Linked DNA regions of Zea mays: region 1 is linked to region 2. A link is a contact called in public Hi-C data. All regions are on one chromosome and are shown on one strand. Each heading gives the region's core, a stretch centred on a gene start, on an enhancer-like site or on the middle of the called end of the contact. The rest is flanking DNA. Distances are from core to core; before and after follow the strand shown.

The links. A called contact is a pair of places that touch in the nucleus more often than the background predicts.
Region 1: a Hi-C map of bundle sheath shows a contact between it and region 2, with 4 times the contacts expected there. The contact joins the promoter of LOC100280154 here to the promoter of LOC103650850 in region 2. A contact is called at or near these places in 9 of 25 Hi-C or Micro-C datasets (bundle sheath, ear, endosperm and 3 more) and 1 of 3 datasets of contacts at active chromatin or transcription factors (leaf).

What each region holds. Positions count from the first base shown.
Region 1 is chr3:163,747,769-163,753,612 of Zm-B73-REFERENCE-NAM-5.0, forward strand. It overlaps LOC100280154, which reads left to right and starts at 3,989. Exons shown (of 9, transcript NM_001153086.2): 1 at 3,989-4,277; 2 at 5,266-5,321; 3 at 5,409-5,531. The coding sequence starts at 4,246.
Region 2 is chr3:163,423,120-163,429,525 of Zm-B73-REFERENCE-NAM-5.0, forward strand. It overlaps LOC103650850, which reads left to right and starts at 3,825. Exons shown (of 1, transcript XM_008676443.3): 1 at 3,825-4,638. The coding sequence starts at 4,026. The coding sequence ends at 4,253. It overlaps LOC103650849 (sucrose-phosphate synthase-like), which reads left to right. Exons shown (of 12, transcript XM_008676442.4): 6 at 10-141; 7 at 356-532; 8 at 606-659; 9 at 764-826; 10 at 922-1,869; 11 at 1,957-2,084; 12 at 2,169-2,779. The coding sequence ends at 2,457.

The DNA of each region.
Region 1 (5,844 bases), core at 2,739-5,238, 320 kb after region 2:
TTGAAGGACATCCTTGAATAATGGCGACTGATTCAGTACGTTAATGTCATTGTTGGACCCGGCCACCCCAAAAAAAGCATGCCAGATCCACCGATCATACGATGCAACAGCTTCTAAGATGATGGTGGGATGTTTGATATCCCCCCTTGTGAATTGACCGACATGGGCGACCGGACAATTCCTCCACTGCCAATGCATACAATCGATACTTCCTAGCATGCCTGGAAAGCCACGCTCTTCTGCTTTTGCTAGTAGACGCTGAATATCCGCGACATTTGGTCGACGACAGAACTCCTCCTCATAACAATGAATGATACCCTCACAAAACTTCTCTAGACACTCTAATGCAGTTGATCTAGCTAGCTTTAAGTACTCATCTATCGAATCTGCAGCGGATCCATAGGCTAACAAGCGCAGAGCTGCGGTGCACTTTTGTAGGGGAGAGAGCCCGAGTCGACCCGGAGCATCTTCTCTTTGGGTGAAATACGGAGAGTATTCACCTAATCTAAGCATAATACTCAAAAAAGTTGTCGCCTCATGCGATACCTGCGCCGAAAGTAATTTGGAGGATACACACAGTCATCGGCGAAGTAGTCTTGATGAAGCCGATCATGGGCAGACTCACGATCACGATTGATGTAGCGTCGACGACGCTTGGGCCTGCTCGACGACTCTTCATTGAGGTTGAGCATAGCCTCCTCCATGGCTGCTTGCAATGCATTGCAGATTGCCCCTTCGGCTCCTTCACTTGAGTTTGTGCTCGAGGAAGACATGACGTGAAGATGAGTAGAAAAGGCGAGTTTGGAAGAGAGAAATGAGATGAAATGGTGTGTGAAATGAGCTCCACCCGGGTAGGGATATATATAGAGGGATTGGGGATGAAATTTGTAATTTTTTGCAATTTTTTTCGAATTTTTTGGACTCCAAACGGTCAAAAACGGCTAGTTGCAACGGCTAGCACACGTGGACCAATCAGATCGCGACACGTGGACCAGTCAGATCGCGCCACGTCGCTCTCGCCCGCGCTCTCGCCCCGCCAGTGCCTCACCTCCCTCTCGCCTCCCTCTCGCCCGCCTCTCGCCCGGGCGGGCGCTCCAGCGCGGGCGAGAGCGAGGCGATATCGCCCGCTCTCGCCGGGCGCCAGCGCCATCGCCCGGCGCCGGCCTCTCGCCCGCCTATCGCCCGCGCGCGGGCGGCAGCGGCCTCTTCTCGCCCGCGCTGCCGCCCGCACTGGCACCAGCCTTAGTATGGTTTGGTACTTTGGCCTGTCATGTCTCGTTTATCTATCCCTTAAGGGGGTGTTTGGTTGCTCCTACTAAAGTTTAGCCCGGGTCACATCAAGCGTTTGACTTTTAAATAGGAGTATGAAATATAGACCCAACCAATTGAACTAGATTCGTCTCGTCTTTTAATCTTCGGCTGATAAATTAGTTTTATAATCCGACTACATTTAATACCCGGAACGGAGGTTCAAACATTCGATGGGACATGGGCTAAATTTTAGCGGGGTGTAATCAAACACCCCCTAAATATATCCTGCCTTCATTTGTACTACCAATGATGCGCCGCCTGCTCGAAGTGTGCTTCGCTTTACTGACCATCTTGTCTCCTGGTCCTCTCCTATGTACTAGTACGTTTTTTTTTTGTGCACGGTGGCGGGGCTGATGGTTTGTTTCGTGTTTGCCGTGGTGTAGGAAGCCGTGCGCTGCACGTGTCACCGTAATCATTTCGATGCTAATGTTTACCCTGATTCTCTGAACCAGGCATGTCGACGATGTGTTGTGATGATGGTACCCTGATAGGCTGGTTATAGTGGAATAATGATCAACTGCTTGGAAGGGAGCTTTATCAGCGCCTATCAACCTGTACTTGAGTCCATCTATCTGTACATGCATACGTACGTACGCAGCCTACAGCCACAAACGCGCCTCGTACTCACCGGCGATCTGGTCTGGTCGTCGCAAACTAAAATGCTACTAGTATACTCACCGTCACCGGCGATCTGATTCGACATGTGCAGTCGGGCGAAGTTAAGGTAGTGTTTGGTTGAGGAGCCAAGTAGAACGGAGTCGTTCCATCCCTGATTCTAAAAACAGAGCCGCTCTGTTCTGTGTTTGGTAATCTGGAACGGAGCGGCTCTGTTTTTTGTTTGGTTGCAGAGTGAACGGAACGAAGCGTGACTGTGAGAGCGGGATGAGAACAGAGCGGCTCCGTCCGGTTGATTTTTTGGAGCGGAATGGTTCCGGATCTGAGGAGAATATTCTCTAATTGGAGTCATTCCGTTCTAGTTACTTTGTAACCAAACAGCAACAAAACTAGGACAGAACGGCTCCGTTCTACTTGGATCTTCAACCAAACACTACCTAAAGTTAGCCACACGGTCCACGAGGGCATGGTCCCCCGCCGGTAAACTCGCCGGTAAACAGATCTGTGAAGTGATGATCCGTCAGTATTCAGTAAACGACCGAGAGATCAAAGTGAAGATCCAAAATCCAGCCTCGCGTACTATACTGTACGCCTGGGCACCTTTTCTAGGACGACCCGCGCGGCTGCTCTCCCTCCGTCTTAAAGCTCCGAGTATTTTTAATTAATCGTGGATCATCTCTTCGATAATTACGTATTTTAATTAATTAGTCCAATCCGGATCAGAGGAGCCTGACATTCTTGGAATTTTTACTGTTCCACGCCGGCCGTAGCGGGCGGCCCCATGTGCATCTGGACTGGACCTGGAGCTCCTGCATGTAACCGTAGCAGTCCAACAGAACGGGACAGGAAGCTCCCGACATGCGGGGGCCATCCGGCCATGGAATAGACGGATCCACAGGGCCCACCTCCCAGCGTCGGGGCTCGCTGGTCCTGCTCCTGCAGCCTGCAACCGTACCGTCCGTAGCAACGCAACGGACGGAGTGAGAGAGGCTCGGGCTCGGCCGTCTCCCGTCTTCGTCTTGAATGCTCCGGATCACATGAACGCCCTGGGTCCGCAGTTAATGGCCACGATGTACCCCGTGCCCTGCCCCCGCCCTGCGCATTCACTGTAGCTCATGCCATCTCCGCCGGGACGTAGTACTAGTACAAATGAATCTACTGTAGCATCTTTATGATGATTTCATTTGGAGTTGCAAAATCCTCGGGCTGGGCTTCCTTCCGGTGCAAGCTTTCCAGGCCCAGTCAATGGCTTCCCCAGCAATCTTCACGGCCTGGCAAGGGCTGTTCCTAACAAAATGGCCTGGCAACCGCTTTGGATTAGTAGTTACTTATTAAATCCGGGTCAGGATTAGGGCCTGTTTGTTTACCCCCCAGATTATATAATCTGGATTAAATAATCCTAAGAGGCAAACAAACAGTCCAGCTTATTTGCCCAGATTATATAATCTAACCCCTTGGATTATGATAATCCATAAGCAAGTGAGGAGGTGCTTATTTCAGATTATTTTTTCCCACTTCCCCACTACCCTTTCAAGTTTCCTAGAAATTACCCACCATTGCCATTATAATCCACCAAATCGTTTTTGCGCCTAGTACTAGTCAATTTGGGGATGAAGAAGGTGACATGAATGCCTTCCGTGATAATATTGCTAATGCAATATTTGACAGTGTCAATTGAATTATTTTTTTCATATATGAGTTTCAACCTAGTACAAATATAGAGGGCATTCTTGTCTTCCTCATACAAAAGAATCCTATTAACAACTCAAATAATCTGGGTAAACAAACGGGACTACTCAGATTATATAATCGAGATTATATAATCTAGATTATATAATCCTCCAAAAATAATCCAGATTATATAATCCATGAAGGTAAACAAACAGACCCTTAGTCATCATAAGATAATCCGCGGCCCACGCCTCTCGATTCTTTTTGGTTTTCGCGGGGTTCCGTGCCGCTCTGCAGACTGTGCTGTCACCACAACTGGTGAGAGAGAGAGAGAGCGTGAGAGCGAGAGGAGAGAGTGGATAAAAGCATCGGGGGTTTGGAGTTTGGACTTGTGTCTAGACAGCGAAAGGGACGGCAGAGGGAGGAGAGGGCTCAAACCGCCTGCCTGCTGCCCTGCACCCCGCGCCCACCCCACTTCTTCCACTTCCACCACCTCCTCCCCTCCAGTCCCCCTCTCCACCTGCCCCCCGCTCCCTGGTCCGGCGCGGAGAACCAGCCAGCCAGCCCGTCGTCGCTGTCGCCCGCCGGTGAAGCAGTAGCCGCGCGTGACGCCGGATCCAATCCGCGGCCCTCGCCGCGCGCGCGGTCATGGACTTCGACGGCGCCATTGGCGATCAGGGGTGAGTTGCGCGCACCGAAACACCGTCCGTGGTACTACTGGTCCTGGGTCGCGCGCCGCGGAGAAAGGCCGCGCCTTGGTGCCCGCGGCTGGGGACGAAATTCCAGTCACCGGCTTCTCTTTTCTCGCTTCGGTTCCGTCCCTGCAGGCTGCAGCCCACCGTCGATCCCCAATTTTGTTAAGGGAGCTCGGGTGGGTGTGGCAGCAGGTACTAGAGCCCGGAAGTTGCTGCGCCCCTTTTTGGTGGGTGAGCTCTTTATGCGTCCTACGATGATGTTAAGGGAGCAGGACGCAGGGACTACTAATTCTGGGGGCAAAGGGCCGTATTCTCCCTTCTTTTGTACGAAGCTTTGCTGTGGCTTTTGCGCCTTTTCGGCGTGCTGCGTCCATAATCAGCTAGCAGCGGTTCAGTTGTCTTGGGCTTTTCCGGCCATATAAACCCTAGCTGCCCTGCCTGTTAGCTGCTCCCGTGAAGTTCGTGACAAAGCTGGTGCTGTAGTGTCTTGTTTCGGACACCACTTCTGATGCATTTCCTTACTTATCCAAGGATTTTTGTTTTTCTTGTTTCATCCGTTTTCGTTGTTAGATTGCTATCACGAGCTTCTAACCCTCGCTAGTTTACTGTCTGATATATATTTACCGAACGCTGAACATTCTGTCATTACACATCCAAAAAAGAAAAATAGTAGAAAAAAACTTTTACATATTTGCTGTACTCAAGATTAAAGTTTTACCATGTCTGTTTGTGGCTGTTGCTTGCCTTTCGTGCCAGTTGTTATTTGTCACCGATGCATTATTCATGATCTACATTCCTCCCAAATTTACCTTTCAGTCCAGTACAATTCACTGTTAAGATTTTTACCCTTTTCTGCGACGTTAGCTGGGCATACTTTTATGCTCCACATTTTCACTCCTTGCTCTGAACTTCTCCTCAAGTTTCTTGCAAGATTAATCACTTCTGATTGAGCTCGTTGCTGTGGAACTTACAGTGAGCTGTGGGAATGGCAAAGTCAGGAGTATGGTCTGCAGAAAGATTTGTTAGCTGGTTTGCACCGTGCCGTTGCATTACTCATTCTGCCCTAAATATATATCCACGCAAAGACCTGAGCATCTTGTATTTCCGGTTTGGCAGCTCCATGTAGCAGCTTGTGGGCTGAAGCACCCAACAATATGGGTGATGATTGGAGCATGTTTGATGAGCAAACACCAATTAAACATTGTACAGACTTCGAATTTCAGTTCTGTGATATAGGAGGTAAAGTCTTGTTCTCGTGGTTTTGAAATCTACAGTCACAAGCTTAAATGTAGATTCTGAACTATTTCAGTTCACACCAACTTATCTGCGCAAATGGTTTTCCACGGTCCAATACGACCTGTAGTACCACCTTTTAGATGCTAATATATGTTGTCTAATTCTCTCTGCTTCCTGAAATTGCGTTATTGACATTGTATTTCGTATATATGTAGTAATATATAAAGTGTAAATCCACAAACAAATGACTAATATAATAACAAAATCAGCTGATCATGGCAATTGGATCGAGTACATTTCCAGGTTACAATTTCCC
Region 2 (6,406 bases), core at 2,575-5,074:
TCGTCACAGGTGATGCGGTTCCTAACCAATCCTCACAAGCCGATGATCCTGGCGCTGTCGAGGCCAGACCCGAAGAAGAACATCACTACCCTCGTCAAAGCCTTTGGAGAGTGCCCCCCACTCAGGGAACTTGCAAACCTTGTAAGGAACAGTTAATTTGAAGTACACACGTAAATTTCATCGTTACAAATGGTTTGTAATTTGTATGTTCAGATAACTGATTGGCTATGCCAGTGTATTTCATGATCACAATGCCTCCTTATCTCTAACAGACATATATGAAACCTACTGGTTCTGAACATCATTACAGTAGCTGCATGTATTGCCATGTAATGGACATTTTCCTTGCTTTCAGACTCTAATCATGGGAAACAGAGATGACATCGACGATATGTCTGCTGGCAATGCCAGTGTCCTCACCACAGTTCTGAAGCTGATAGACAAGTATGATCTGTATGGAAGCGTAGCGTTTCCTAAGCATCACAATCAGGCTGATGTCCCGGAGATCTACCGCCTCGCGGCCAAAATGAAGGTTTGCTGCATACAACGACCCTTCATTGAGCTTTGACAATTCACACTCAACCATAACTGATTGCTCCCTGCAGGGTGTCTTCATCAACCCTGCTCTCGTTGAGCCGTTCGGTCTCACCCTGATCGAGGTCAGCTTCTTCAGTTCTCTAACTATCACCTATAGATTTTTTTTAAGAAATACATTATCAGCTATAGCCTTTAAATTTCACTATGAAAAATGTGTGGCTTTCAGGCTGCAGCACACGGACTTCCAATAGTCGCTACCAAGAATGGTGGTCCGGTCGACATTACAACTGTGAGAGACCATATTTTTAGCATTCAATGTGTGAAACCTACTGCAATTCACTCGTGAGAACAGTGGATAATTGTGTGCGTGCATCATACTGGCAGGCACTGAGCAACGGACTGCTCGTTGACCCGCACGACCAGAACGCCATCGCTCAAGCACTGCTGAAGCTCGTAGCAGATAAGAACCTGTGGCAGGAATGCCGGAGAAACGGGCTGCGAAACATCCACCTTTACTCATGGCCGGAGCACTGCCGCACTTACCTCACCAGGGTTGCTGGGTGCCGGTTAAGGAACCCGAGGTGGCTGAAGGACACACCAGCAGATGCCGGAGCTGATGAGGAGGAGTTCCTGGAGGATTCCATGGACGCTCAGGACCTGTCACTCCGTCTGTCCATCGACGGTGAGAAGAGCTCGCTGAACACCAACGACCCATTGTCGTCGGACCCGCAGGATCAGGTGCAGAAGATCATGAACAAGATCAATCAGTCGTCAGCACTTCCGCCGTCCATGTCCTCAGTCGCAGACGGTGCCAAGAACGCAACCGAGGCCACGGGCAGCACCTTGAACAAGTACCCACTCCTGCGCCGGCGCCGGCGCCTGTTCGTCATCGCCGTGGACTGCTACCAAGACGACGGCCGTGCTAGCAAGAAGATGCTGCAGGTGATCCAGGAAGTTTTCAGAGCAGTCCGATCGGACTCCCAGATGTCCAAGATCTCAGGGTTCGCGCTGTCCACTGCGATGCCGTTGTCCGAAACACTCCAGCTTCTGCAGCTCGGCAAGATCCCAGCGACCGACTTCGACACCCTCATCTGTGGCAGTGGCAGCGAGGTCTACTATCCTGGCACAGTGAACTGCGTCGACGCTGAAGGAAAGCTGCGCCCAGACCAGGACTATCTGATGCACATCAGCCACCGCTGGTCCCATGACGGCGCGAAGCAGACCATAGCGAAGCTCATGGCCACTCAGGACGGTTCAGGCGACACTGTCGAGCTGGACCCGGCGTCTAGTAATGCACACTGCTTCACGTTCCTTATCAAAGATCCCAAAAAGGTTAGGGAGTTCTTTATTTTGTGCATACGTATCCTTAATGCCTACTTATGACCGATTGCTGAGTCTGAATTCTATCTGTGTGGTTAGGTGAAAACGGTCGATGAGATGAGGGAGAGGCTGAGGATGCGTGGTCTCCGGTGCCACATCATGTACTGCAGGAACTCGACAAGGCTTCAGGTTGTCCCTCTGCTAGCATCAAGGTCACAGGCACTCAGGTAAGAACACATACATAATCTAGCTTGAAGCTGTCGTGGAACTTCTGCCAGCCAATGTTGCAAATAACTACAAAAAAAATTCAGGTATCTTTTTGTGCGCTGGGGCCTATATGTGGGGAACATGTATCTGATCACTGGGGAACATGGCGACACCGATCATGAGGAGATGCTATCTGGATTACACAAGACTGTGATCGTCCGGGGTGTCACCGAGAAAGGTTCGGAAGGGCTGCTGAGGAGCCCAGGAAGCTACAAGAAGGACGACGTCGTGCCGTCTGAGACCCCCTTGGCTGCGTACACGACTGGTGAGATGAAGGCCGATGAGATCATGCGAGCTCTGAAACAAGTCTCCAAGACTTCCAGCGGCATGTGAATTAGCTGCTGGGAAAGGTCGATCTCTAATATATTCTTCTTGTTCATAACTCAAACGGCAGACACATTTTCTCCTTTTCTTCACTAGTACTACATAAATAACTTGTGAACAGTACCGAGGGTGTATATATTGCAGTGACAAATAACTAGGACACTGCTAATTCTACTGCTGGCTCACCACTGTCTTGGTGAGATGTAGCCCTACAAGATTGTATACTGTGTATTTCTCTAGTCGCAGCTAGGCATACTTTGTTTTTTAAAAAAAGAACTTCAGTTTACTGCATACTCAAGGAAACGAAATGACAGTAAAAGTCAGGGTTTAATTTTGGTGTTTGAATTTTTTCCGGTCATCCTTGAAATTCACGATTTTACGGCGTCAGAAAGTGTGATTTTTTTAAAATAGATCTAAAAAAATATCATTATAATTTTAACAACAACCCTAATAGAAGTCGCCATCGAGAGTACCACCAGAGTGCAGTGCACTATAAATTATTAATTTTTTTGGGGCTGGAAACCGTCAAAAATAAATGCCTCTCGTCGAAAATATTTATTTTAAGGGGCAATTGTGTTTTTGTCTCTAGATAGAGGTGCATATGTGGTTTTATCCCTCAAAATTCGACTGTGATCTTGGGTCTTTTTTTTTGAAACGATTACTTCTATTAGATGACAGTAACGATCTGAAATATGACATACAAAGAAAAAAAATTTATCCTTGACTCAGTAATTGTGATATTGCTCCTCCTTTAGAATTTAACTGTTCTGTGCAAAATCACAATTACGATTGAAGGATAAATTTGTCTTTGTACGTACTATTTCACACTGTTACTGTTATCTAACAGAAGCAGGGATAAACTTATTTTTCATTTTTTAAAAAGAGACCTAAAATTATAAAGTCGAATTTTGAAAGTCAAAATCACAGTTGCACTTCCATACATGACAGAAATACAATTAGGGCATGTACAGTGGTGTTTAATGTGAAGTCTCTTAAGGTGTTTAAGGGGGTTATTTGCAAAAAAATCTTAGAGCCGTCTCTCCGTGAAGAAACGCCTCTGGCTCGTAAACCAAGTAGCAATAGACGCCTCACTTCCCACTGTACGAATTTGTCGTCTGTTCTATCGATCTGATGCTATACAAATACATTTAATTCTGTATTTATTAATAGACTACGTTTATAGACACTCTATTGTATAATAGAGTCTCTTAGTTGTCTCCTGTGCTTGGAGAACCGTTTTGGTGTCTCTCCACTGTACATGTCCTTACAGTTCTTAATGTGAGGTCCCAAACCATTCGTTTCAGAGTTCCAAGAATAAACTCGCCGGTCCGAAGCAACATGAGTACATGATCCACCCTTCAAAGGTCAAAGTCAAACCAAATTTAGCAGGCCACGCACAGCATCGGCCACCTCTTGACTCTTGAGAGCGCCACCGCTGCGGAATCGACGTGCCCCTGAAACCTCTCCCTCTCCCACGCTATAAATCCCCCGATGCAAGAAACGTCCACCATAACGAAAGCCCCGATCCATCCGAATAAACTGCGGAGTGCCATCCCTGCCAAATCCCGCAGAGGTTCATGGCGTCCAAGTCCGGCGAGCCACGCATGACGCTGCTGGGCGTGGTCCTGCTGCTGGGGCTGCTGCAGCTGAGCCAGCACGCGGCGCCCGTCGGCGCCGACGAGAGCGCCGCCCCCACCAAGAAAAATACTAGCTTCAGTTTCCACAACACCGCCGGCGGCCGCACTCTCAGCAGCTTCAGCGTCAACGGCGCCTACAGCAAGAAGCCCGTCGGCAAGGGCAACTGATCGGGGTCGGGGCGCACACGGATGGTGATCCACACCCGTGCCTGTGGGACACAGGCCTAGCCAAGCAGCGCTACCGTACTAGTATATCTACATGCGAGCGTGGGACAGCGTCAGTCGGAGCAGCTCGATCGGGTAGTTGCCGCGCGACCGTCAGAGACCTCTGTTTCTTTGGGTTGGGTTCAGTGTTTCTCTTTCTATTTATGTTATTATTTTTGCTTCCAGAGCAAGCTCGCATGCGTGCAACGGTGCAAGCACCATATGGTCCTGTTATGTAACTATGGATTCCAACCTCTACTGGAATCGTCTGGTTTGTGTAGGATGGCAACGGATCGGATATTACATATATCCTTCTGCAATCATCAGGTTGTTTGTTGCGGCAGTTCGGCTGCAGCTGTAATCAATAAAGATAAAATACTATACAAAAAGCAGAAGTCGGTAGATTAAAGCCACAACGAACAAGATTGTGGCAACCAATATCCGCGGTTGCAACCAATATCCGTCCACGACTATACCCGCGGGTATAAATTTATACCTATACACATGCTCATCGAGTTTTGGACGGGTTTCGAATATCGGTCGGATATGACAGAACCGATCATTTTTTAACAATTCAATAGCATAATTAATCAAATTTCTTCTCGATTCACTATCATACACAATTAAAAACCTAGTAAAAGAATTATTATGAGCATGTGGGTTGTGGCCAGGGGCACTGGAGCTTGAAAGAGGCAGCTGCCGGCAAGTCGCTAGCGGTATTACGACCTATAGGACTTGGAAGGGGACACGAGACATAGTGCAGGAAGCCAGCAAAGCTAGAAGGGGTGGCCAAAGGTGGGAAATTAGAAGCGTTAGGTGTGGGTTCATGGTATTAGAGTTTGCTCTTTGGTGTGTAATATAGGCTAGACCAAAAAAATAAACTATGGGTCGATTTTAGATCTTCAACGGATAAATCCTAATTCATGACCGTCCGACTTCGGATCGAGTACGGGTCTAACCCACGGGTCAAATATGTATCCATACCCGGCTCCGTCGGGTCAGATATCCAAATCCGCGGATTAAATTGCCATCCCTAGGATTGTGATTGTATGTTGTATTCTTACTAACTTTTGCCTTTAGATTGTCTCTATATTATATTGTTAATTTTGTTCTCGAATATTTATCGTCTGCTAGTTTATTTTTGAATTAAACCATGACAAATAAAAATGGCGAGAGTATGTTATATTATATTATAATATACTATCCAATAATATATATAATAAATATGTATACTATTACAAAATATATTATGTGCACTAATAATGTTTTTATGTTTATGTAACTTTACAATCAATTAAAATTTAATTATAAATGTTATTTTACATTTGACTTATTTCACCAAAAAGTTATTTAATATACTCTCTCCATTCTTTTTTGTTAGCCATATTTTAGTTCAAAAATAAAGCAGCGAACGCCAAATATTCGAGAACGGAGTTATTTGTCGTATTTTAGTTTAAAAATAAAGCGGTGAATGTCAAATATTCGAGAACGGGAAAGTACCTACTAGATTTATATGGAAGATATTAAATAAAAACTAACATTTATTATTAATTTTTTATGAAGTATATTAAACTATCTAATTACTCGGTTACACCGATGTATGCTCTAGGCTAGATCAGAGTATGGTTCACCTGATCCGATCAAATCGTCCGTAAAAACTCAATTTAACCCGATTCGACCAATATAATAGACAGATATATATCATATTTTTTGACCCATAATAATCTAGGAACAGTGCATATGCCATGTATTTTTTTTAATCTAAAACCCAACCCAACTTGAAATTTTTTTGATTCAAAGCCAAAAAAATCGACCCTAGCCAAAAACTCGACGTGGCACATGTAAAAAGGAGGTATAGGCCAATTCGATCTGACCAGACACTAGACATGAATCGTAGGTGCGCCGTACTAAATAACTTACGATCCAATTTTAATTTGACTCAAACCCGATCTGTCGTTTCAACAGGTATACTCCACCCGATATGATGTTGTGTGAGTACAATCGACGCTCTACTGTCTCTGGATGTTTGCTCCCCCAGCTATCTAAAAAGGAAATGTGTCCTTCGGCCATTTCTAGTTGTTTAGTGATTTAATGCTCAAGACACCACTTTGGACTAC